2 separate regions of the Muntiacus reevesi genome follow, and region 2 is linked to region 1. Evidence: chromatin contacts called from public Hi-C data. All regions are on one chromosome and are shown on one strand. The core of a region is the stretch at or near the end of the contact, and the rest is flanking DNA. Distances in the headings are between cores, read along the strand shown. Region 1 holds the start of MED30 (mediator complex subunit 30). Region 2 holds the start of EXT1 (exostosin glycosyltransferase 1).

Region 1 (3,362 bases), core at 820-3,319:
GAGATCATTTAATCTGTACTTTAGTCATCTTACATTTTAATCTATAAATTTTTGAAATGATTGCCAAAGATTTCATATCTCCTCTTGGATTCCCTTTTTATCTCACAGTGGCTTATTGACAGGGTCTTATATTTCCATACAGTTGTATTACTTGTATTACTTCTAGAATCAAGAGGAAATACACCCAATCATTTTATGTAAAAAGGCAATAAAACAATCTTTAGTGCACCAGCGAAAGTAAGAGTTTGAAAGAGAGTCTGAGGACCTTTTCAAATTTACCCTACACTGACTATCACCTCTGTCACTTCACCTCTCAGAGCCATAGAAACCTCATACATAAAACAAGAATGATATCCACATCACACAGTAATAAGATACGCCTTAAAAATGGGTTAGTAAAATGGTGCTGGAATGACATGATATCCAAATGCAAAAAAAAAAAAATCCATATCTATCATTATTTTAAAAAAGTAACTCTATGTGGATCATAGACCTAAATGTAAAACCTAAAACTATAAAACTTCCTGAAGAAAACATAAGTAATCTTTGGGTTAGACAAAGATTTCTTAGGTATGGCACCCAAACCCAAAATCTGTAAAAGGACAAATCAATAAACTGGATTCCATCAAAATTTAAAACATCTGTTCTTCAAAAGGCAATGTGAAGAGAATGAAAAGACATGCCACAGACTGGGAGAAAGTACTGAGGAAACAAAAAGATATACAATTCCAAAAAAAAAAAGGAAAAAGAAAGACAGTAACAAGTACTGGCAAGGATGAGGAAACTTTTGGAAAGATTTCTTAAAATGGTAATCAATCATTTCCCTCATAATCCAGCAATTCCGGTCCTAGGCATCTACCTACTCAAGAGAAATGAAATACATGTTCACACAAACATTTGTAGCTGAATACTCAGAAGTATTTATAATAGCTCCAAAGTGGATGCAAACCAAATGGCCATCAACAGATACACTAATTGTGATATAGTCATACAATAGAATACTATTCAGCAATGAAAAGGAATGACCTATTGATATTTGTTGAGTGAAAGAAGCCAGACTCCCCCCCCCGCCCCCAATCATAGTGTATGATTTCATGTATATGAAACTCTAGAAAATGCCAACTAGTTTATGATGCCAGAAAGCAAAAGGGAGATTGCCTGTGGATGGAAAGCCAGAAGTAAAGATTTAAAAGGGGCACGGAAATGTGCTCACTTCGCCACAGAGGGAACGGTGGGGTGATGGACGTTGGTTTCACAAGTACACATGTGTCAAAACTCTGAATAAATGCATTGTACTGGGAGTCAGTTATACCAAAATAAAGCTGTTTAGCAAAAATGGTAAGCAGAATCTGAATTCAACTCCTTGAACCATCACAAAATATTCAGTGGGAAAATATGAGATTAAAATAACCCAAAGAGAGTTGCGGAGTGAGGCCCACCTCCACCTTGAAAGATACAAGAGTTCGCCTAGAGCCTAGAGAACCCAGTCGAATCTAGAAAACGTGGCTTCATTCTTTCAGAAATCCGGTCTAGAAAACATCACCTTCACATCCTGGGGACAGACCCTTTATCGGGGAACGCATCTGAATGTAAATGAGGGAGACCCCGTACTCGAGGATTGTCTAGGGCAGCCGCGTCGACGCCGAGGGACCTCACGTAACAATTAAACCAGCTGCCCCTTCCCTCGCAGAAGCGCCTCGCTCTCTCCACGCACGGCCCGGAGTGGGGCCCGCCCTCCTTCCCACCTGCATATTCCTCAGGAGCTGGAAGATCTCCATGGTGCGGTACACGATGTCTTGGACCGTCTCCTGCCCGATTCGGCAGAGCGATGCAGTGTTGACCTCTCGGGCCGCCTGCTGGGCCTGGGGCCCGGCGAAAGGCCCGGGCGCCATGCCCGATGCCGCCAACGGAGGGGTGGACATGGCGTGGCAGCGGCGTCAGGTCAGCAGGGCTGGAGGGCAGGTGTCGGCGATATTCCCCGACGCAGCGCGGCCTCAGGCCTTTGCGTAAACAGGAGCTAGTAAGACCTGGGCGGTCTGATTTGAAAACAGCGGCCGCGACTTCCGCCACGGTGACGTAGCGCGTCGTCAGACGTCACAGGGCCCGCCCACTCGGCTGGTCCCTGGGAACCTGTGGTTCAAGGACGGCCGGGATTGGACTGGACGCGCGGGCGGTCGGGTCGGACGTGTTGAGCAGCCAATCACCGGGTGCACTCCAGACAGGGGGTGGTGCGCAGGGTGGAAGGCAGGTGGGCTTTCCCACAGTTCGTTTCCCAGCCTCAGCCAGTGGTTAAAATTCTTAATAGAACTCTGACTTCGTGTTCATTTTCTTGCTGATTGTTGCCTTGTCACGAGCCCACGACGTTTGTATTATTACTTTCCTTTCGCAGCTGGAAGGCAGACAAGCTTTCCTGACCACGGAAAGTATAAAATTAACACTTCTGTCTCTCGTGGCATACAATTCCTCCACTTCCTTCCCTTTTCTGACTTTGGCACTATGTTATATATAATTTTCAGTCTGTTTTCTTTCTGACTTCTCCTTGCTTTATTCACACACACCAGTTATCCTGGACTAAAATTCAAAGTTAGCACTGCCCAACTGTGGACAAATCGCATCGCTTCAACCTTTCCCAGTGTCAGGGTCTTTTCCAGTGAGTCAGTTCTTCGCATGAAGTGGCCAAAGTATTGGAGCTTCAGCTTCGGCATCAGTCCTTCCAGTGAATATTCAGGGCTGATTTCCTTTAGGACTGACTGGTTGGATCTCCTTGCAGTCCAAGAGACTCTTAAGAGTCTTCTCCAACACCACAGTTCTTTGGTGCTCAGCTTTCTTTATAGTCCAGCTCTCACATCCATACATAACTACTGGAAAAACATAGCTTTGACTAGATGGACCTTTGTTGGCAAAGTAATGTCTCTGCTTTTTAATATGCTGTCTAGGTTGTTCATAGCTTTTCTTCCAAGGAGCAAGCATCTTTTAATTTCATGGCTGCAGTCACCATCTGCAGTGATTTTGGAGCCCAAGAAAATAAAGTCTTTCACTGTTTCCATTGTTTCCCCATCTGTTTGCATGAAGTTATGGGACCAGGATGCCATGATCTTCATTTTTTTGATGTTGAGTTTTAAGCCAACTTTTTCACTCTCCTTTTTCACTTTCAAGAAAAGTTTTTTAGTTCTTCTTTGCCTTCTGCCATAAGTATGGTGTCATCTATATCTGAGATTATTGATATTTCTCCTGGCAATCTTGAATCCAGCTTGTGCTTCATCCATCCCAGCATTTCGCATGATGGGAAAACTTTGGAATTGTTGATAGTATTAAGTGAGATTCTGAATATAAAATACTTATAGTTCAAAGCATAAGTATTC
Region 2 (3,655 bases), core at 87-2,586, 620 kb before region 1:
AGGGGCTTATGGCTGGGGTGTGGGAGGGCTGTTGAAGGAAGGACTAGCTTGTACTAATGGCAAAAAAGGTCATCTCCTGCCTCAAGTGTCTCATCTACAGCTGGCCATTCTACCAGTCATCTATTCCTCGGAGACAGCTCCTTAAAAACCATTCCCCCTCCCCGCAAAAGAGAGTAACATCTCTTTCGGTACTGGGAGGAGCTTAAATCAACCGGGTGATTCTCGGGTATTAGAAGCTCTTTCTTTTTTCCACAGTGTGATTGGATCTCTTGGAAGCTTTCTAGAGAATAGACAAAGGGCTTCCGGAAACTGGGAAAGGATGCGCGGAAAGTTACTGGTGATTTGGGATAGGTGAATTAGTGCACAGACAGACAGGAAGAATCGAAACAATTCCTTTTGGTTGTAGCATTTTCTTTTTATTAATGGGGATTGGGGTGGTTCCTTGGGGGTAAGAAAAAAAAGATGGGCAATGCAGGAGACGCCGGAGATAATGGGTTCGATTCCTGGGTTGCGAAGATGCCCTGGAGGAGGGCATGGCAACATGCTCCAGTATTCTTGCCTGGAGAATCCCATGGACAGAGGAGCCTGGCGGGTCACAGTCCATGGGGGTGGCAAAGAGTCGGACACGACTGAAGCGACACAGCAAACATTTAGGGGATAAGGGACCTGTTTAAATGCTTTGTAGGAAGGAAAATTTGGGGCCCTCAGAGGCTGGAAGGTGGGCAGAGAGAGGGCATCCTTCTGGTCAGCGGTCGCTTTCTATGAAGTCTTTTTCTTTTTCCTCCTGCAGCCCAAGGGCTCGCCCCACTGCTCCACTTTTCGAGCATCCTTCTCCAGGAACCCGAACACTCCCCGCCGCCCGCTCGGGGAGGCGTTCCCGGCAGGCGGCCGATGAGTAGGAATTCTCGAGGACGACCGGGGCAGCCGGAGCAGCGGGCCGGGGAAGCGCCCGCCGGTCCCTGGTTCCCCAGCCTCAGCGCGCCCGCAGGCGCCTCTGGGAGGCGCTCGTTTCCCGGCGCGGCGGCTGCAGGTGGTGCGGCCCAGGCCGGGATCCGGATCCCGGCGCGCCGAAGGGCCGCGGGACTCTCTCGGGGCAGCCCCGCGCTCTGCCCGCGGGGGCCCGGCCGAGGCGCCCCGGGGTCCCCGCGCCGCCCGCACCCCCAGCGCCGCGCCGGCGCCTCTGCCGGTGGCCGGGGGTTATGAATGGGCGCAGCGGAAGCACCGCCCCCCCCGGACGTGACGCTTGGCCAATGGCAGCGCGGGCTGCGTGGATGGATGAGGTCAGCGCTGTCGTGTCGGGAATGGAATGTGTAAGTGTAACATTCAGAACCGGGTAACATTCGGCGACCGAACGCGGCGGTCGGCAGCGATCGCGCGGGGGCCTGGGAAGCGCCGCTCGGGGCCGGCACTGCCCGCGGGGAGGACGCGCCGCCGCCGTCACCCAGCGCCGCCGCCGCCGCCTCCAGTCTTCTCCAGCCGGGCCGCCGCGCGTCCCGGGGGCCGGCCCCGCGAGCGCAGGAGTAAACACCGCCGGAGTCTCGGAGCCGCTGCAGAAGGGAATAAAGAGAGATGCAGGGATTTGTGAGGTTACGGCGCCCCAGCTGCAAGATGCACTAGCCGGCTGAACCCGGGGATCGGCTGACTTGTTGGAACCGGAGTGTTCTGCACGGGAGCCTGGATGAGTTGAAGTTGCTTTCCAGGGGCTCGTTTTCCACGCTGCCGAGAGGAATCCGAGAGGCAAGGAAATCACTTCGTCTTGCCATTGATTGGGCATTGGGAGCTTTTTTCCCCCCTCTCTTTCTTTTCCTCGGTCTTGTTGCATGCAAGAGAATTACAGTACGCTGCTCGCCCGCCCTGGGTGCGAGATATTCCGCCCCGCTCTCTCCCGTCCATTGTGCAACCCAAAGATGAAAGACCGAAGGGGAGAAAGTTAAAGAAATCGCCCACATGCGCTGGATCAGTCCACGGCTTGGGGAAAGGCATCCAGAGAAGGTGGGAGCGGAGAGTTTGAAGTCTTTACGGGCGGGAAGATGGCGGACTGGAGCTGAAAGTGTTGATTGGGAAACTTGGGTGATTCTTCTGTTTATTTACAATCCTCTTGACCCAGGCAGGACACATGCAGGCCAAAAAACGCTATTTCATCCTGCTCTCAGCTGGCTCTTGTCTCGCCCTTTTGTTTTATTTCGGAGGCTTGCAGTTTAGGGCATCGAGAAGCCACAGCCGGAGAGAAGAGCACAGCGGTCGGAATGGCTTGCACCACCCGAGTCCGGATCATTTCTGGCCCCGCTTCCCGGACGCTCTGCGCCCCTTCGTCCCCTGGGATCAATTGGAAAACGAGGATTCCAGTGTGCACGTTTCGCCCCGGCAGAAGCGAGAGGCCAACTCGAGCATCTACAAAGGCAAGAAGTGCCGCATGGAGTCCTGCTTCGATTTCACCCTTTGCAAGAAAAACGGCTTCAAAGTCTACGTTTACCCACAGCAAAAAGGGGAGAAAATCGCCGAAAGTTACCAAAACATTCTAGCGGCCATCGAGGGCTCCAGGTTCTACACCTCGGACCCCAGCCAGGCGTGCGTCTTTGTCCTGAGTCTGGACACTTTAGACCGAGACCAGTTGTCACCTCAGTATGTGCACAATCTGAGATCCAAAGTGCAGAGCCTCCACTTGTGGAACAACGGTAGGAATCATTTAATTTTTAATTTATATTCCGGCACTTGGCCTGACTACACCGAGGACGTGGGGTTTGACATCGGCCAGGCGATGCTGGCTAAAGCCAGCATCAGTACTGAAAACTTCCGACCCAACTTTGATGTTTCTATTCCCCTCTTTTCTAAGGATCATCCCAGGACAGGAGGGGAGAGGGGGTTTTTGAAGTTTAACACTATCCCTCCTCTCAGGAAGTACATGCTGGTCTTCAAGGGGAAGAGGTACCTGACAGGGATAGGGTCAGACACCAGGAATGCCTTATATCACGTCCATAACGGGGAGGACGTAGTGCTGCTCACCACCTGCAAGCATGGCAAGGACTGGCAGAAGCACAAGGACGCCCGCTGTGACCGGGACAACGCCGAGTACGAGAAGTAAGTGGCGGCCTCCGCGGCTTAGCCCGGGCCCTGCCGCCTGCGTCCAGGCGTGAGGTCGGGGAATGGGGGTGGGACGGGGAGCCCCTCCGGTCCTCTTCCTCTTGCTCCAAGCCTGGGACAGAGCGGCGTGGTTCTCTGGTGTGTGGCTCAGAGCTGAGGACCCAGACTTGGCGCTCCTCGGGCAAACGGAAAAGCCTGGAGCACTTTCTTGGGCCAAGTACGTGACAGTGTCTCCCTCTTGCTTGGAAAACCTTCAGGGTGATGTGTCTTCTATGAAGGGTGTGGGTTTGATCCAAGTTGGGAACCTGCGCTTCACTGGCGGAGCCAGGAGAGTGTTGGTGAGAGGATATAGGGACCCCAGAGACTGTGAATCCACCCAGTCTAGGGACCTTCCACCCAAGATTGATGCTTTATTTGCTGTTCTCTCGAGGAGGGAGGGGAAGCTGCTTTCCCTGGAATTCTCCCACCCCCCACTTGTCATCTTTCCATAAACCTTAAATGTGTGTTAGTAGTGGAAGTGCTCTAATTTTAGCTCCTAAACTTTCTGTGCCTGTCTCTTCCCTACTCCCAGACG

What was found. Hi-C and Micro-C count contacts between places; a contact is called where the count stands out from the background.
Region 2: a Hi-C map of muscle shows a contact between it and region 1, with 4 times the contacts expected there. The contact joins the promoter of EXT1 here to the promoter of MED30 in region 1. A contact is called at or near these places in 2 of 3 Hi-C or Micro-C datasets (blood and muscle).

What each region holds. Positions count from the first base shown.
Region 1 is chr12:32,924,449-32,927,810 of mMunRee1.1, reverse strand. MED30 (mediator complex subunit 30) reads right to left here and starts at 2,069. Exons shown (of 5, transcript XR_010658676.1): 1 at 1,746-2,069.
Region 2 is chr12:33,545,610-33,549,264 of mMunRee1.1, reverse strand. EXT1 (exostosin glycosyltransferase 1) reads left to right here and starts at 1,336. Exons shown (of 11, transcript XM_065902829.1): 1 at 1,336-3,078. The coding sequence starts at 2,117.